Regions from separate parts of the Mus musculus genome. Here region 2 is linked to region 1. Evidence: chromatin contacts called from public HiChIP or PLAC-seq data. All regions are on one chromosome and are shown on one strand. The core of a region is the stretch at or near the end of the contact, and the rest is flanking DNA. Distances in the headings are between cores, read along the strand shown. Region 1 holds the start of 1700054K19Rik (RIKEN cDNA 1700054K19 gene). Region 2 overlaps Lmcd1 (LIM and cysteine-rich domains 1).

Region 1 (2,700 bases), core at 180-2,679:
CTTAGTGAGACTTTATCTCAAAAAATCAAGAACCCAACCCAACCAACCAGCCAAAAACAAACAAACAAACAAACAAACAAACAAACAACAAGTGGATAAAGCACCCAAGATTTAAAAAAAGCAGGAATGATTCAGAGAATTGAGTTCTTGAAAGTCTGGGCATAGATATCTTCTGAAAATGACACTGAAGATGTAGGTGCCTGGCCTCTGTCCCCTGATGATCTGATTGAGCCGATTTAGAACTAGGCCCAGGAACCTGCTTTTGTATTAGTCACCTCAGGCTAGGGGTCAGGAGGACATATTTTGATACCTATGGCATTGGATATTAAACTTTCCAAGAACAAAGGACACCTTGCCAGACTAGAGCAGTGACTTCTGGCTAGAGGAACCCCAGTGACTGGCATGTCTATACCTAGACTGTCAATTCTATAGGCAGAGGACGCAGAAGATGTGGCTTAAGGGGGGGGAGTGGTTTATCAGCTGGTAGTTTAACCAGTCATCTGTGCTGGGGAAGTCAGGGTAGCTTTGATTTTCTTCATGAGATGTAGTATTACCTGAAATGAGAGCGCATGGGCAGACAGCATGACTCAGCTTGAAGCTGCAGATTCAATTCCAAGCACTGTGAAAAATAGGTTAAGAGCAGTTAAGAGCAATGAATAGTAAGCAAGATGGTGTTCTATACTTGTGTGCAGAAGGGAAGTACTGCACATGTGGGTTTACTGCAGTAGAAAGTGAAAGTAATGTTCACCGAGCACCTACTGTATATCGGATCATATTAATTTCATTCCTTAGCTGTTAAATGCTCACATTGACCCTGTGATGTATACAAGATGGGTTTATTAAAAGATGATATATATATCATATATATCATATATATATATATACATATATATATGAATTTACACATATGAGTATTTTACCTACATGTATAAACTTGCATCATGTATATGCAGTACTCCATTGAGACCAGAAGAGGGCATCAAATACCCTGGAACTAGAGTTAAAGACTGCTGGGAACTGCCAGTGGGTGCTGGGAGCTGAACCTGGGCTCTCTCAAGGGCATCCAACGCTGGTGAAGGTAAGTAAACTGAACAGAAAGGTACCGACTTCCTGTTTCTTTGTCAGAATGACTTAATGTCTCTTCAGGTACCAGTGCCTACAAGGTTACATACTATGAGAGCACAAGTATAATACAGTCCTCCCCCTACATCTTACGATGGCTCTCTCTCCCATTGGGCAATGCCCTGGTAATATGGGATCCAAGCGTTGCACTTTCCCAGCGTAACACTCCCCCTGGAGCCAGGCCAGTGCAGCTCCCAGATGACAAACTGTTTGCTCTGTGTCTCTGGTATGCGCCTGGTGTAATATTTACCAACTGGTCGGCTCTGTGGACAGAGCAAGCCCTGAGACTGTCTGTGTTTGCTCCACTGTGCTTCCTGGCTGGGACCATTTCCATGGTAACAGCCCTTCCTGTCAGCCGGCTTGAAGGAAGGCACAAAGGACCACACTGTTGGGAATTGCTGCCTGTGGGCCCATGGGCTTCAGTTTTTCTCTTGGCTCTTTAACAAGAGGAGCAAAGCCTTCTCCTGAGCACTTCCTCTTTACTTTCCTGTGCCCTGAAAGTGATCTTTCTGGCTTTGTGTTTTACATCCTGCAGGAAGGCTAGGTTCTGTGATTAACTGGTGGTGAGGAGGGCGGGGGTAGGGGGTAGAGAAGTAGGGATGAGCCACAGAGGGATGTAATGGGATCCCGTGGTTTGGTTTTGTTGGATTTTGTTCACTGTGCAGCAATGCAAGTTTGACCTGCTGGATGTTTTTCTCTTCTGAAGAGCTCACTCACCTTCCTGCCCTGTTTCTGATTTAGAAAGTTCCACTGGCTTGAAATATCCTTCCTTAACCCCAGCTCCCTCTTCCTAAACCCTCCTCTGGGCAGAAAGTCTGGTGTCTCTCTTATCCCAGGCTAAGCCTTCATCCCTTTATGGTCTCACTGGATGCTCCCCCAACCCCTGCCACCAATAGGCCCAGTGTGGCCTGTGGAGACCAAATACCAGCCATCAACTGGTAGCCACTTTCACATAGTAAAAACAAACAGGTGACATTAATTTTAACAGTATATTTTATTGAGCTAAATATATCCCAAATATTATCATCTCTACAGGCAAACAATATAAAAATATTTAACTTTCTCTCTTCCCACTGAGTCTCCAAAATCTGGAAGGCGTTTTACACTTGGCACACATCTTGGTCTAGACTAGCCACATCGCCTAATGGCTCCTGGCACTGGGGCTAGCCTGCCCTTCAATACCTTTCTAACCTCTCCTGATGTCGCAGTTTCCCAGAGCACTAGGATCCCCAAATCCTGTGGGATTTCCATATCCCTGTGCCCAGGTCTCAGCTGTCACCATTCTGGTTGCTCGGCAGTCATTTCTCTAAGTGGCCTTGAATTAATCTTTTAAATGCCATGATGTGACTTTTCATGTCACTTCTCCTGGACTCTCTTCTGCACTCCGCCAGCTATCTCTGGGATGGAGCTCAAGTCTGTATCATAAGGTCTTCTCTGTTACAGGAGCAGGGTCAGAACAAGCATTGGCCTCACATCCTGGCCATTTTGGGGTCTCCCCAAGAGTGTTTGCCTGCACGAGTGAGGATACTAGAGGTAGGATCCTGCTGTCACTTTACACCACTGCTGTTCTTCCTCTCC
Region 2 (2,700 bases), core at 76-2,575, 120 kb before region 1:
AACAGGACACAAACATGGGCTGTCACTTAGATATTTGCCAAACTTGGAAAATTATATAATCTCTCTGTACCTCCTCTCCACACTACCTGGCTGGTTTTCTCTCTCTCTCTGCCTCTCTGCCTCTGTCTCTGTCTCTCTGTCTCTCTGTCTCTCTCTCTCTCTCTCTCTCTCTCTCTCTCTCTTTCTTCTTTTATTTTTTTTATTTTTACAATACTGATGTCTAAGGATTCAAACTCAAGTCTTCATACCTGCAGGGCAAGCATTTTACTAGCTGAGCTATCAGGGTGGTCCTCCTACATGCAACCTCCAAAGTTCTTGGGTTATAAGCAACGTATGTCACCATTTTTTTTTCTTAGCTCAGGTCCATTTTATAGATGAGAAAATAGAGGGTTAGAGTACCCAGTGAGGCCCAGCCCAATTTTCTCAAATGAAGAATACATCATCAGCAAAGCCACAGCAGTTGGCCTTGGGATTTGCACTATATAACAGGGCCATCAGCCTACCAGTCTCACCTCATCACAGCCTGAGCACCGGGGCCGCACACTCTCACAGTAGTGGCGGCCACACCAGGGTGCACCATCCTTCCAGAAGTAGATGAGGTCCACCAGTGGCTCTGAGCACTTGATACACTGAAAGCACGTGGGGTGCCACTGTTTGCTGTATCCAGCCCTGTCAGCGTAGACCACAGGGCTGTCAACTGGGGCTGCTCCCTTGCAGAGCTCACAGACCTGGAAGGGATATGAGAGAGAGAGAGAGAGGGGCAATGTGATGTGGGTTTAAAAATTCCAGTCCCACCTTTTCTACTTTCTGTATAGTGCTGGGCAAGTTAAAAGACCTCTCTGCTCCTTGGTTTGGCTACCTGTAAAGCGGGATAAACGTGTTGTCTGTCTTGTGAGGACTAAATATAGTAGCATCTCTGTCCCCGAGATTCTCAACTTCACTAGTCTCCTCACTGTTTAGGTACTCATGGTTACCAGGAGCTCTACAACGTTTTTGTTGATGTGAAAAACAGGAATTGATAGTCCACCTTAGGAGAAATGAAAACTATAGATGTTTAAATTACTGACCCCCTCATAATCATAGGCATAAGCTTATATGGTGTGTTAACAGATGTGCTTTGTGCCCGAAAACAACTGTATTTTCTAAAACAGACAAACAAAAATTAGTGAGAAGAACAATCCAAAATACTCGATTTCAAACTATACAGTTTGAAAATCTTTTAAATGACTCACTTAGGCCAGCTGGAGTCTCTTAACCATTGGTCTGTCTGTATTTTGCCTGGTGCCAATTTGGGTGAAATCTGTGGAGGAACTCTGGCCTCCAGCTGATAAGTTGAACTAGGAAGGGAGGAGTATTTTAATAGCCGGCCAAGAAAACAGGATATGCGTCTTTGACTCTACATCAAAATCCAACCAGCGTCAGTTTCGCAGAAGTTAGTCAGGGACCTGAGATGGTTTAATGGGTAAGGGTGCTTGTGCCAAGGCTGATGACCTGTGTTTGACCCCTGCAGCCTACACAGTGGACAGAAAGAACTGAGTCTAGCAAATTGTCCCCTGAACTCCACATGTGTGCTGCGGTACTTGTGTGTCCCCTTAAGAAAATATAAACAAATCCTGTCCGCATACAGTACTAAGCCATAGGAATCCTTCCTTTTGCCTAATTTAAATAGATTTCTTGCCCTGTATTGTCTTCTGATCAGTTTTTTATTCTTGAATCATTTAAGATTTATAGGGGAAAAAAGGGAATCCACACACACCATGTACCATTTTCTCTGTTCTTAATGACTTGTATTTGCCCATGAGCCAGTAGTAGTAAGTCACCGAGGGACCTCATTCAGGTATCCTCAGAAGTCACGTGATCCTCCTTCCTCTATTTTGGTACACACCCAGGTCCCCATCCTTAGTCCTCTGCTTTTGTGGGCTCCTCTTTGAGGGAATGGGTTTCTGGGAGTCCCAGACAGTTTGGGGTAGTCATGGTCACATACTTGGTAAAATGTATGCCAGTTAGAATCTTCCTGATGTCACCATTATGGGCTAAGACTGAGATGGGGACTCCAGAGGTCATCACTGTTTTCCTTACCTGCTACCAGGGGCATTTGCTGTCATTATGTCTCCTAAGGAAGATTGTTGACCAAGGTCAACATCCTTGACCTTGAACCCCATTTACACTTGGTTGTCAGGCTTATCACAATGAAGATTTCTTTCTTTTTTCTCTTTCCCAGAAGCTTAGTCCTTGCCCTCTTCTAAAGAGCCTGCTATTCTTCCAGGGTTCAAGTAGCTACATACAATATATGGAATCTTTATGAGACCTTGACCTCACAGGTATTTTCAGAACCACTGGTTGACAAATCTCCTGGATTTATGAGTGTTACACAGCTTTCTTCTTATGTAGCCATTCATCTATCCATCAACCTATCTATCTGTCTATTTTTCCACTCACCCACCTACCCACAAAACTACGCATCCATTTACCCACCTATCTGTCCACTCATATATCAATCTATACACCTATCTATCTATTCACCAATCCACCTATTTCTCCATCCATCCATCCATCCACCCACCCATCCATCCATCCATCCATCCATCCATCCATCCATCCATCCATCCATCTATCCATCCATCCATCATCCATCCATGTATCCATCCTTTCATACCTCTTTCCCTTTATAAATGCATTTTGTTTGTTTGTTTGTTTGTT

Evidence for each region. HiChIP or PLAC-seq counts read pairs in DNA pulled down with a chosen protein or histone mark.
Region 2: an H3K27ac HiChIP or PLAC-seq map of heart atrium shows a contact between it and region 1, with 9 read pairs. The contact joins the enhancer-like site here to the promoter of 1700054K19Rik in region 1. A contact is called at or near these places in 4 of 484 Hi-C or Micro-C datasets (liver, uterus and ventricular fibroblasts), 8 of 115 datasets of contacts at active chromatin or transcription factors (T-cell acute lymphoblastic leukemia, cardiomyocytes, embryonic fibroblasts and 3 more) and 1 of 9 other capture datasets (embryonic stem cells).

Annotation. Positions count from the first base shown.
Region 1 is chr6:112,209,437-112,212,136 of GRCm38.p6, reverse strand. It overlaps 1700054K19Rik (RIKEN cDNA 1700054K19 gene), which reads right to left and starts at 1,429. Exons shown (of 3, transcript NR_027865.1): 1 at 1,373-1,429; 2 at 555-619.
Region 2 is chr6:112,326,691-112,329,390 of GRCm38.p6, reverse strand. Lmcd1 (LIM and cysteine-rich domains 1) reads right to left here. Exons shown (of 6, transcript NM_144799.2): 5 at 513-728. Among named protein-coding and RNA genes, the nearest start is that of 5031434C07Rik, 38 kb to the right of the region's middle. Within about 2 kb of position 1,325, at least 7 of the 459 cell types and tissues checked have an H3K27ac peak or open chromatin away from gene starts, as enhancers often do.